Linked DNA regions of Hordeum vulgare: region 1 is linked to region 2. The links are chromatin contacts, called in public Hi-C maps. All regions are on one chromosome and are shown on one strand. The core of a region is the stretch at or near the end of the contact, and the rest is flanking DNA. Distances in the headings are between cores, read along the strand shown.

Region 1 (5,681 bases), core at 1,661-4,160, 480 kb after region 2:
CATCTGTTCCTGTGTTCCACGATAGTCGGCTAAGGATCATCCAATTTGACGGTAGATTTTACAGTACCCCTTTTCTTACTTTTTTTGAGCAAGACGGTAGATGTTACTCAGAAGAGAACACCACGGCAATGGTCTATCTCACACATCATATGACCTCGCAAAAAAAAAAAAATACATCGTCATATGTAATGCACCACCTCCTTACCAACACAAACGATAACACTTAGAGACAACGACCTCACACACACACCAACAAATTAAGGAAGCATGAGAAAGATGGAATTAAGAAAGAGCACACACGCACGTAGTTACTAGATCCAAAAGCTTACACCACATTCAGCACCACATCGACCAACTACACTATCTTTTGTTGCTCCTGTCGAGGGGTCCAAACTGTTGCTCCAGATTGTAAATGCCGTCATGAATCGTTACTTCTGCCACCATGGTGATCTTGGGTGAACGGTGCAACAAGCCAAGGACCGACAAACGACACGAAAAAAATTATCTTCAAGAGAAAAATGAACAGGTTTCGACTATGAAAGGGCAGCCAAAACAAGTCAAAGGGAGCACGTCTTTGCGAGCAGGCACCCTCGGCCAGCACTCCAGGTTGACCTAGAGTGAAGAGGCATCATCATACAAGACAAGATTTACCTTAAACGTTCACAAGACTTTAAGTCAAATTATAAACATGTCATACAGAGCAAATGTGGAGTTCAGTCGTATTCGGATCAAACGCTCACGAGGGCTGAAACTGTTTCAGCAGCACAGTTTGCTTCGTTTCCTAGCTCATGGCCTACCATGTTCCTACAGCACCCTTGGACGGGTTCTCAAAGGCAGCAAACCCCCAGTTGGTCTTCAGGGCATACGGTGGGTAGATGGTCGATCCCTCGGTCGTGATCTTGGCAATCTGTCGTGCAAAACCATAACGTTACAACAATTCAGTAGCTGCAAGCCGTAATCTGGCAAACTTTCTACTAGGCGTTCGTGAGTTCACTAATAAGAATGACAAGCTGTAACCTGGAATTTGTTGATAGATGATCGGTCACGGTACAGCAGGACAAGCAAGCACTTCTCAATGAGCTTAACAGCTTCTTCAAAAGTCATGTCCTCACGCCATTCACCACGAAGGATTGGGATTGCCATATGGTTCCCAAATCCAGTGGCAATGTGATTCTCCTCAAAGTGTGTACCAATCATGTTAACCTAAACACCAAAAAATAGGCATAAGATAAAATGCTGACAAACCGGCAGGCGGCAGCAGTAAAAGGAACAGTACTGTTCTTTTGAACGAATAATATACCATGCCAAGATACTTCTCATCGCCCTTTGGGCCCTTTTTCACTCCACCAAGCACCAGGGAGTTCCATAGAGGGTCAAACTTATTGCGCCTGTTGTACATTACTCTTGTCAGGTAGGCATGGATTTCCTTGGGGCCCAATGAGTTCCCATCATCCCACATATGATCGTTCAAACTGAAAAGGAAGAGAGATGAACATGTCAATGGATTTTACATAGCAGAGAGAAGGAAAACATGAGCTAACCACCACCAAAGGCAACTTACGTTAATTCATCCAGATAGCGCAAAATCTCCTGGAAATCACTGAACTCCCCACTCCCTCCAATAAGGCTATGCTTTCCAACCTCCTTGATACGCTCCACACTCTTGTATCGCAAGGTTGACCCATAAGAGGCTGCACAAGAAAGTACATAATGACTTCCATGCCACTGGAGCTACATTTACCTGTGCAGAAGAAGTGGCAACTAACCTCCAGTATCACATGCCATGATCACACCATCCTTGTATTTCATTGCAATCACCGAGTTACCAGTCACATAAGGGTTCCTGATGATGCAATAAGGCATCAAGAGTTAATCACGTGCATATACAAATTTACTGAAAGACACAAAACATGGCACCAGGAAAAAAGTTGCAGTTGCACACTATGAGACAACTTGGATAATGAAGGTATTTCGCAAAATAAAACAATTAGCATGCACACAATTGTTATGACCATCTTCTACAATCACAGAAGGCTATTATATCTGTTGGGCTAGTTAACATAAGCTGAGACAAATGAGAAGCTTCTATATATACTAACACCAAAAAATTGATCCATTCTATCAAGGTAAAAATTTCAGACAACAAGCTGTGGAAACAAGTTCACAAAAATAAATGTATGTAAAAAGCATTTGCAACTGTTGGGCTGGTTCGTCATGAGCTGAGACTAACTAGAGGCGTGTACATCAACACCACCAAGAAATTCATCCATACTGTCAATGCATAAGAAGCTCCACAGAGCAAGCTCCGCTAGCAGATTCTCACGGATAACGCGCCGTCCCACATCGCATTCTAAATCGCATCGCCACCGGCAAAACCCTAGTTTCCTCCCTCACCCCTAGCTAGATCCGCCCGGCCGCCTGACCGGGCGCCTCGTAGTCGAGCCTCCGGATCGCAACCCACTGCCAGGCGACGCGAGCACCGGAACAGACAGACAAGCAAGGGGGAAACCAGATCGGAGGAATCGGGGGTGGGAGTGGGGGTGCTTACAGTGTCCTCTGCGTTCCGTCCCCTCCAACGGCCGCCGCCGCCGCGCCCGCGTCCATCGGTTCGCGTGGGGGGTTGATGCGGCTTTGTTTCGCTCGTCGGAGGAAGACCTCGGCTCGGCTGGGGCTGGGGCTGGGGATGGTGGTCTCGCTCCCTCTGTATCCTTTCTTCCTCGTGAAGAAGAGAAGACAGGTCGAAGCAGGCGGCTGGATCGGACCCGTGGCCCGTGGGACACCGGAAATATTAAACGGGCTGGGCTATCATTTAGGCCCATTGGAACCCCTCTCTCTGACTTAGGCCCAGCCCCGTTACCTCCCTCTCTCTTTATTTTTTTTCCCTGGAAGGTACTTCTGCTTCTCCCATACACAATTCCGTACGTTTCCCTTTTCAGCGGCAACAATCCGCGGCCGCAGCGCGCGGCGCCGGCCAAAAAGGCAAAACACCCAACAGACTGGCGGAAGCTCTCCCCGTCGCCGCCGCTGCCATGGCGCAGGATCATCGGACTATCAGGGTATGTATGCTCTTGCTCCCTTTCCTCCCGCAGCTTTGCTTCGAGGGTAAACCGAACCGATCCTGATAATTGGGTGGCTTCGTCTCTTCCTCCAGGTGGCGAGGGACGAAGATTTGCGGTCGCAGATTGGGAGCGGGGGCTTCTATTTTGATCTCGTCGACTTCGACAGAGTGAGGGCTTTCCAGGTCCCGGTTGACACCACCGTAATCCTTTTCATGGTAATATCCACATCCTGCCTGCCTTCTTCAACCAACTCCCGACATCCTTTTCCAAATTTGGGTTAAGGGGTCTTCAATTTTGCTTTTAAAAATCGTTCTGTGAGATTTTAAGCGGCCGGCCTTACTAAGTTTCTATTCCCTTTGTATTTGGAGACAACTAGACTGAAGGGGGCACACTCATAGAAGGACAGTCCTCGAAACCATATCCCCTTCCGCGCCGCCGCCCGTGAGGCGACGGGGGCTCGCCGGTCTCCGCCCCCAACCCCCCCCTCCCCCCTCCCCTGTCGTTGCAGGGGGGCTCGGCAGAGCAAAGCTCGATCGGAGCCACCGGCGGCGGGGTGCTCGTGTTCCCTGCTGGATGTGGCGTGGCGTGGGCCGTCTTCTCCGGCTAGGGCGCAGCGTGGGCGCCGGGCGGTGTGGCGCGCTGTCGCTGCGGATCTGGCGCACGACGGCGCCCTACGACGAGGGATGGGAGCGGCGCGACCTGGTGACCCTGGTCGTCAGGCGATGGGTGCTGACTGCAGTGATGCTCGGCTAGGCAGTGGTACGGAGACCCGGCGGTGGTGGCCGGCAGCGAGCGAGGTGGCGGCGTTGCTCTTTGGCGGCAAGGCAGAGTGGTTGTGCGGGGTGGCTGGCGTCGCGGCCGGCCTAGATCTGGGCCCTGCAGGCCCCATCTGGGTCCTAACTGGCTGACTCTCGACGCGGCTTCGTCTATGCGTGGTGAGGAGGAGCAGCTTGGGCGGGAGACGGTGACGCCGACGGCGTGCCTGCTACAGCGCGATGGCGAGAGCTTCATGGGCTGTGAGATCCCGGCCAGGCCTATGGGCCCACGGGCCTGGTATGCTCCTGCTATTGCGTCCGGCCGGCGATCGTCGTTGGCGGTGGAGGTTGATCCCTCCCACATGCCGACGGTGCTGCTATCCCTAGTCCCGGGTCCTTTTCGTCGTTGTGCAGGCCTCACCTTACAGTGTCGTGGTGAGACGGCGTGGGGGCTTCAAGACTGTGTTGACGCAGGATGAAGGTCGGTTTGGTGGCAGGCTCCGTAGCGCTCGAGGTGCAGGTTGGGATCGGGGGAAACCCCTATCGGCTTGGCCGACACCGACGCGGCGGCGCCTGTGGGTGTTGCCAAACCTTCCTGGAGGGTCTCAGGGGCTACCCTTCCTCGCGCCTCATCGCGTACCGGAGGAAACCCTTGTCAGCAGCGTCGTCATCGTCGCGGTCCTTCTTGGAGGTGTTGATTGGTACCGGCGCTTCGGAGTCTTGGAGCTTGGTGGGAGATCGCGAGGCTTCTCCGTTTTTGTCGATCCACCGGTGTCGGCATTTGTTTCTTTTGTGTTTTCTTTTGCTTTTCTTTTGGGCGTGAGTGTGCTGCTTCCACCCCAGCACCTATCGTTGGCTGTATCGGTTGGTTGCTTTGTAATACAAAGCGGGGGAAACCCTTTTTCGTAACAAGAGAACTAGACTAGTTCTCTCCAACTACAATTATTTAGATACAGAGGGAGTAGTTTTTTGAGACGCTATAATAGGCCCTCCAAACTGTAACAGGCCTTACCAATTTTAGGAAATGAGAATGAATCCTCAGATATAAGTAAGCAATTATAAGGCATCGAGGAAGATGACTTCTCAATTAAGTAGCAATTGACGTCTCTTGGCATATATCATGGACATATTTTTGTTTTCTTTTAAAAAGAATCTGCTGCGTAAGATAGTATTTGTGTGTTACTGTATATGGCGCCTTGCAAATAATTCAGCAACTTCAGGCTCTGCTTTTGTGCTCTACTTTCAGTGTGTGCAAAGAACAATTCCAGTCCATTTTCGTGTGAAGTGTTATTTCGTAATCGAAGCAAGTCAATTGAGAAAATAACCACTGCGGCAGTTCCAAAATTCCCACGTTGCTTAGAGGATCTCTAACCAATCCCCTACAACGGTTAGAGGAGGATAATTTCGCAGCCTCTCTGGGAAGTAAATATACTCATCTGCCCACTTGTGGAGTAAAAACAATTTGCACCCATTCTCCCCCACCGCTCTGTCCCTCTCGGCCGCATCCACTCTGGCACCGCCCTCCTTGCCACCGCCGACACCCCGCAGCCCTGCCGACCTCCCGCCGTCAAATTCTGACGAGTTTCTCGCGATCTTTTTTATTATTTTTTCGTCCTTCCAATTGTCTCCGTCCACGAAGGCGCTCCTCCTCGTATTTTGTAGCCTGGCGGCGCTCCTCCTCGTATTCCGTAGCCTGGCGGCGCTCCTCCCCTAGTCAGAGCCGGCCAGGCCACAGTGAAGGAGGTTGTGCGTGATCTTGTCCCTGGCCTTCGCGATGGCGTTGAAGCCCACGAGGTTCTCCAGCACCGTCAGGTCATCCTCGTGCGATGTCCTTGGCCATGGCGGTGGCGGTGGAGTTGGAGCGCGT
Region 2 (6,265 bases), core at 445-2,944:
CTGACTGGTCACCATGGCAATACAACTAGCTTTGTTATTAATTACTCCTAACTAACAGTGCTCCAATTGCCTAGACCATAGGTTTAACTAAAGACCATTTGTCTCGCCATCCTGTAAATTAGCACCAAGAGATGTCCCCTGCCATGTCACTACGTGTCCAGATTGGTAATTCCTGAAATTCGGGGAAAAAGGGGGCTATATCATACGGATACATCCAATACAAATTTAATTACAATGTGATTTCGAGAACCTCTTCACCCATCAGCAATGCAAAAGTCAAGTAGGAGTATAATTTCAAAGTCCCGGCACGAAATTATCTGTCCCGACTGAAGCAAGCTAACGCAAAAATCGTGTACTAAATGGATAACCATGAAGCAGCGGTAGCCATCCATCCACGCTTCCAAGAAGGGAAGACTATGAAGCAACCCCTATGCAGCAGCTAACTACCTCGAGCCATACCGGCAGCTCCGGGCTGGCGGCGTGTCGCACGCATGCTATACCGGGCTCTCCAGGCCCGGCTCCCGTCCGGCGGCCTCCGCCCTCTTGGAGCCGTCCTTCGCCGCCGGAACCGGGAGAGCAGGGCGCGCGCGGCAGACGGGGCAGGTGGCGTGCGCGCGCAGCCAGACGTCGACGCAGCCGACGTGGAACGCGTGCCTGCACCCGGGCAGGGCGCGCACCGCGTCGCCGTCCTGCATGGCGCTCAGGCACACCGCGCACTCCTCCCTTACCTCGCTGCCGTCGCCACACGCCTCCGCCTTGAACCTGAACACCGGCATGGCTGCCAGCGCCGCCTTGTCGAGGCCCCCTCCGCCGGTCCTCTTCCTTGCCGGACCGGCTGCCGTGCCGGATGCCGTCCGATGCACGCCGTCCCGCCCGCTCCACCGCACGTACAGGTAGTTGAGGTACAGTATCACCCCGTAGAGTGCGAGGCACACCGCCGTGAACGCCGCCACGAGCTCCAGCGTCCCGCTGGAGCTGCAGCACCCGCCGCCGTCGCCCCCGTGCTGCGACGCCCTCGTCCCCGACACGCCTCCCGGCGTCGACATGCCGGCCGATGGACGCCACTCCCAGCAGAAGCAGGGCACTGGCAGAGTGTCGTGCCGTGCGGTGTCTTGCTTTGCTCTCTCTGTTGGGTGGGTTGGTGCGAACAATGATGGTTTTCTTGGTCTGTCATGCAACGGCCGGTGGTGCTGGCGCCTGGTGGAGGGCTTGGATTTTAGTGGCGGGGGATGGCCGGGCGGTCATGCTGGACTGCTCTGCGTTCCACACGTATAAGAGATTTCAGTGATAATTAATTAAATGATAAGAGCTTGCTTTTCTTTCCACAAAGAGAACTGATATACAAACAATTGGGATGTGTCCGATTTCTGTACGACAAGATATAATAGCAGCAATCGATCACCTCGGTTCACTCTCGACCGCAGCCATCGATCACAAGGTCGTGGGACAACGGCCCTGCAAATTGTGTGTGCATAGGCAATTTCGTTCCACTAATGGTGTCGTTTCTCGTCCCTCTTCTCGTCCTCCAAACCACCACCACTAGATCTCCAACTCTTTTCGCCGGTGAAAGCGGGAATCGAACAGGAGGACGTTGTACTCAGTGGTAGTTACAAGTGTCGGTGCTAAAACCGACGAATCTTATGTAGCGGGTCTTGAACTGGTGGACCTTGATTAGATGATAACATGACAAAAAAACACACACGATGTTTTACATAGGATCATAACCTCTCTAAGACAGTGGAGGTGCCAAAATCAGATCATATGTGGTCAATTTGATGTTGTGCAGTCACATGTATGCATTCTTAATTATTTTTGACATGGTTTCTACTTCCTCTGTTCTTAAATATAAGTCTTTCTAGAGTTTTCACTAGTGGACTATATACGTATGTATATAGACATATTTTAGCATTTACATTCAATCATTTTGTTCCGTATGTAGACATCTAATGAAATCGCTTAAAAGACTTATATTTAGAAACGGAGGGAGTACTTGATATACGTCGTTCATGCAAAAAGTTATGTAGCGAAATGACTATCCAGCTGAAGTGTGGCTTCGTCACTCCTTTAAGAGGTAAAACCCTACATCTTGATTGTATTGTATCGATTATGGATGAGGTATAAAATACAGAATGATATACCTAGGAATAGTATGAATGAGCTTTTTGTCTAAAAGCATTATTTTTATAGACTAAACCCCTCGGTTTATATAGGCTCCGAATTATGCAGGGTTACAAGTATGCCTGTTATAACTAGGGATAGCATGTCGATCATTCAAATATGCCTTGAAGCATACACCAAATCTTCGGAGGGTTTCATCTTGAGTACACCGAGGACCAGGGCATGCGGGCCCAATTTTTTAGTTGTCGGGGTATCCTCAACACAACCCAATAACAACGGTCCGACGTGGTGTGCACCCCTTAATTCAGGACACCGTAAGTAGCCCTTTAACTTGTCTTCAAGCCGAGAACTCTAGTTGTTTCCTTAGAACAACTTCATGATCTTCGACTTTGTAGGCGAGTTTTATCTTTTATCCTTCACGCCGGCTGATGGATCCGAGGACATATCCGTATCCAAAGTCTTTTCTCCTTGTAAATAGTTATATAATGATTTTCTCCATGTAAGTGTTGAGTAAATATACAATTTCTCGATTAAACTAATCCATGAGTAAATCACTAGCATGGCATTAACAGAAATATAGATAAGCTGATAATTTGACCACGCAAACACATACTACTCTTACAACAAATACATCTACGTATAGCGCTAGTAATGATACAACAGAAATAAACAAAAGCGGGATAAACGTGTTATACCCTCCAATAGGCCAGCTGGCCATAGCCGTGACAGTGGAGGTGGCAGCCTCATCGGCTACCTTCTTGTCGGCTTCGATCTTCTCAATGATGACACGGTTAGTGTTGGTTGGCGAATACATGGTGATGACGAAGGCGACACAAACATAGAGGAAGCAGTCGAACAGAGGCGAGCAGTCGTGTATGATCGCTCCCCAAAAACCTAACCGGCCTTCTCCCGTATAGGTTACAAAGAAGCATGGTTTCGAAGGCATGTTCTCCGCTCAACCGTGTAAGCGATGAATGTGATGGAGTCGCCGGCGGCAGTAGGAGCAAAGGAACGACAGGGGCAGTTCATGGAGAAGATGTGATCTATTCTCGTTGCGGCTAGGGTTGGCTGATGCCTCGCCTATATATGCGCGTCCAGGTGGAGAGACGTGGGCTGGACCCACGTCCAAGTCGGCAACAACCCACGATCCGACGTCTCCGATCGTGGCGCGTCTGTTACAGACCCTCTGTTCCTGACCGGCAAAAAAAAGTGCCAAGGTATGATGTGGGCTCGGCTCAATCCCACAACCCACGACGCCTGGTGACTAGGTGAGGCGTGGCATGGCGAAGCAGGCGGAGGAGGAGGAATGTGTGAGGGACACTTCTATTCACAAGCTCCAATAGCATGTGGAAGACAATCCTTTATAAGGAGGTCCAACTCTCCAACTTCCGTGGTGGTACTAAACTTCCCACTACCCCTAGTGCCATATAACCCACCTGGGCCCTTGTAGATTTTCTAAAATTGTCATGTGGGCCCGGGCCCATCTCATATTTCAACAATCCCCCACCAGATCTCAAGGGTCCATTATGTCCTCTATTAGAACCATTGTTTTGATATACCAACATTTGACTGAAGACCTATTAAGGTTGAGCTTCACCTAGAGCACGTAGCTACACTCCTTCACAACTGAATAATGGACCATGCCTTGAATTGTCTGTTGGGGAACGTTGCATGGGAAACAAAAAATTCATGCGCTCACCAAGATCAATCTATGGAGACTAACATCTACGAGAGGGAGAGTGCATCGACATACCCTTGTAGGTCGCTAAGTGGAAGCGTATATTGATGGAGAACGTTGCATGGGAAACAAAAAATTCCTACGCACACACGATACCTAGGCATGGTGATGATCATCTACGAGAGGGGAGTGTGAATCTACATAGCCTTGTAGATCGCTAAGCAGAAGCGTATATAACGCGGTTGATGTAGTGGAACTCTTTGCGATCCAAATCACAGCCCGTCCCGCGATCTCATCATGATCCATCATGCGATCCCAACACGATCCATCCCGATCTAGTGCCGAACGGACGACACCTCCGCATTCAACACACGTACAGCTCGATGATGATCTCCGCCTTCTTGATCCAGCAAGAGAGACGGGGAAGTAGATGAATTCTCCGGCAGCATGACGGCGTGTCGGTGATGGTGGTGGATCTATTCCAGCAGGGCTTCGCCTAAGCGCTGCTAAAAACAAATCTAGAGGAAGAACTACGATCTAGAGGAGAGGGTAGCACGTGGCTGATTTTTTTTACAAAAACCCTCAAAACCTCTAGTATATATAGGAGGAAGGAGGGAGGAGGCTTTCCCACCAGGGAAGCCTCCCTTGGTTCGGCCGAAGCAAGGAGGGAAGAGTCCTCCTCCAATTCCAGTTGGTGGAGGACTCCTCTCCCACTTGTCCACCTCTTTTGGATTTTCCACCTTTTTCCTCATGGGCCTTCTATGGTTGATTGGCCAGCCCACCAGGGGCTGTTGCGCCACCCCAAAGTCCATGTGGCCCTCTCAGGGAGTGGTTGGCCCACTAGGTGGACCCTCGGAACCCATTCGTCACTCCCACCACACTACCGGTAATGCCCGAAACTTTTTTGGAATCCAAATACCAACTAACCATATATCAATATTCGTTTTCGGGCCATTCTGGAACTCCTCGTGACGTCCTGGATCTCATCCAGGACTCCGAAAAACATTCAGTTACCAACATCAATAATTCAACTATACCGAAAACGTCACCGAACCTTAAGTGTGCAGACCCTGCGGGTTCGAGAACTATGTAGACATGACCGAGACACTCTTCGATCAATATCCAATAGCGGGACCTGGACGTCCATAATGGATCCTACATATTCTACGAAGATCTTATCGGTCGAATCTCTATGTCAAGGATTCACACAATCCCATATATCATTCCCTTTGTCCTTCCGTATGTTACTTGCCCGAGATTCGATCATCGGTATCGCCATACCTATTTCAATCTCGTTACCGGCAAGTCTCTTTACTCGTTCCGTGATACAAGACCCCGTGGCTAACTCTTTAATCACATTGCTTGCAAGGCTTGTTTGTGATGTTGTATTATCGAGTGGGCCCCGAGATACCTCTCCGTCACACAGAGTGACAAATTCCAGTCTTGATCCATGCTAACTCAACGGACACCTTCGGAGATGCCTGTAGAGTACATTTATAGTCACCCAGTGACGTTGCGATGTCTGATACACACAAGGCATTCCTCCGGTGTCAGTGAGTTACATGATCTCATGGTCATAGGAATGTATACTTGACATGTAGAAAACAATAGCAACAAAATGACACGATCATATGCTACATTTATAGTTTGGGTCTTGTCCATGTCAGTGTTTACTCACAACATAAGCCATGGGTAGGCTAAAGATGGTGGGAACCGAATTGGCACCGGAGGGCGCTGGGAATGAGGTTGGTACAAGCATGGAACGCACGATGTACCCAGGTTCAGGGCTCTCCGTAGAGATAACACCCCTAAACCTGTCGGAGTGTATGATGTATGAATGGGACTACAAAGTGCTCCTGGAGCTGTATTGCGGGGAACGAAGAAGGAGGTGCCGGCTCGCATGTGCCTCTCCTATGTGGTGTGTGTGTGCTGAGTTGACCGACCCTCTGCATGGAGTGGGCCGGGGGGTTTTATAGACGAACCCACCGACCTACAATATGGATAAAAGGTACAAGAGTGGGGCCCGGCTGGCAGCCTCACCGGCTGGCCAGGGGGCCCACGGGGTCTTGTCTTGTCGCTGGGGGGGCCCACGGGCTGCAAGGTCCCATCTGGCTATGGGACCAGCCGTCTAGCAAATAAGGCTCTCGCATAAGGTTGAGGCAGGACACGTATGGTACGTCCGGCGTCGTCCAGCGAGAATCATCATGGACATGCAGTATGGCCGTCTCCACTGTTCCCACGTTGAGTGCAGTAATGGAGTGGGAGTTTGACGGGATGACAGTGTGGAGGGTGATGGATCGAAGCCAGAGGAGGTCAGCGGCGTGGCTTGCTACCTCTTGAGATTGCGTTGGTTTTTTTCCTTGAAGAGGAAAGGGTGATGCAACACAGTAGCAGTAAGTATTTCCCTCAGTTTGAGAACCAAGGTATCAATCCAGTAGGAGTATCAAGACAAGTCAATAATGTACCTGC

Evidence for each region. A called contact is a pair of places that touch in the nucleus more often than the background predicts.
Region 1: a Hi-C map of leaf shows a contact between it and region 2, with 3 times the contacts expected there. The contact joins the promoter of LOC123447928 here to the promoter of LOC123451226 in region 2. A contact is called at or near these places in 2 of 6 Hi-C or Micro-C datasets (leaf and seedling) and 1 of 1 datasets of contacts at active chromatin or transcription factors (embryo).

Annotation. Positions count from the first base shown.
Region 1 is chr4H:74,788,650-74,794,330 of MorexV3_pseudomolecules_assembly, forward strand. LOC123447928 (ubiquitin C-terminal hydrolase 12-like) reads left to right here and starts at 2,911. Exons shown (of 14, transcript XM_045124658.1): 1 at 2,911-3,056; 2 at 3,152-3,274. The coding sequence starts at 3,030. It overlaps LOC123447929 (proteasome subunit beta type-4-like), which reads right to left and starts at 2,748. Exons shown (of 6, transcript XM_045124662.1): 1 at 2,549-2,748; 2 at 1,767-1,843; 3 at 1,562-1,691; 4 at 1,301-1,472; 5 at 1,018-1,203; 6 at 647-907. The coding sequence starts at 2,604. The coding sequence ends at 794.
Region 2 is chr4H:74,307,416-74,313,680 of MorexV3_pseudomolecules_assembly, forward strand. LOC123451226 (RING-H2 finger protein ATL74-like) reads right to left here and starts at 1,695. Exons shown (of 1, transcript XM_045128235.1): 1 at 179-1,695. The coding sequence starts at 1,046. The coding sequence ends at 495.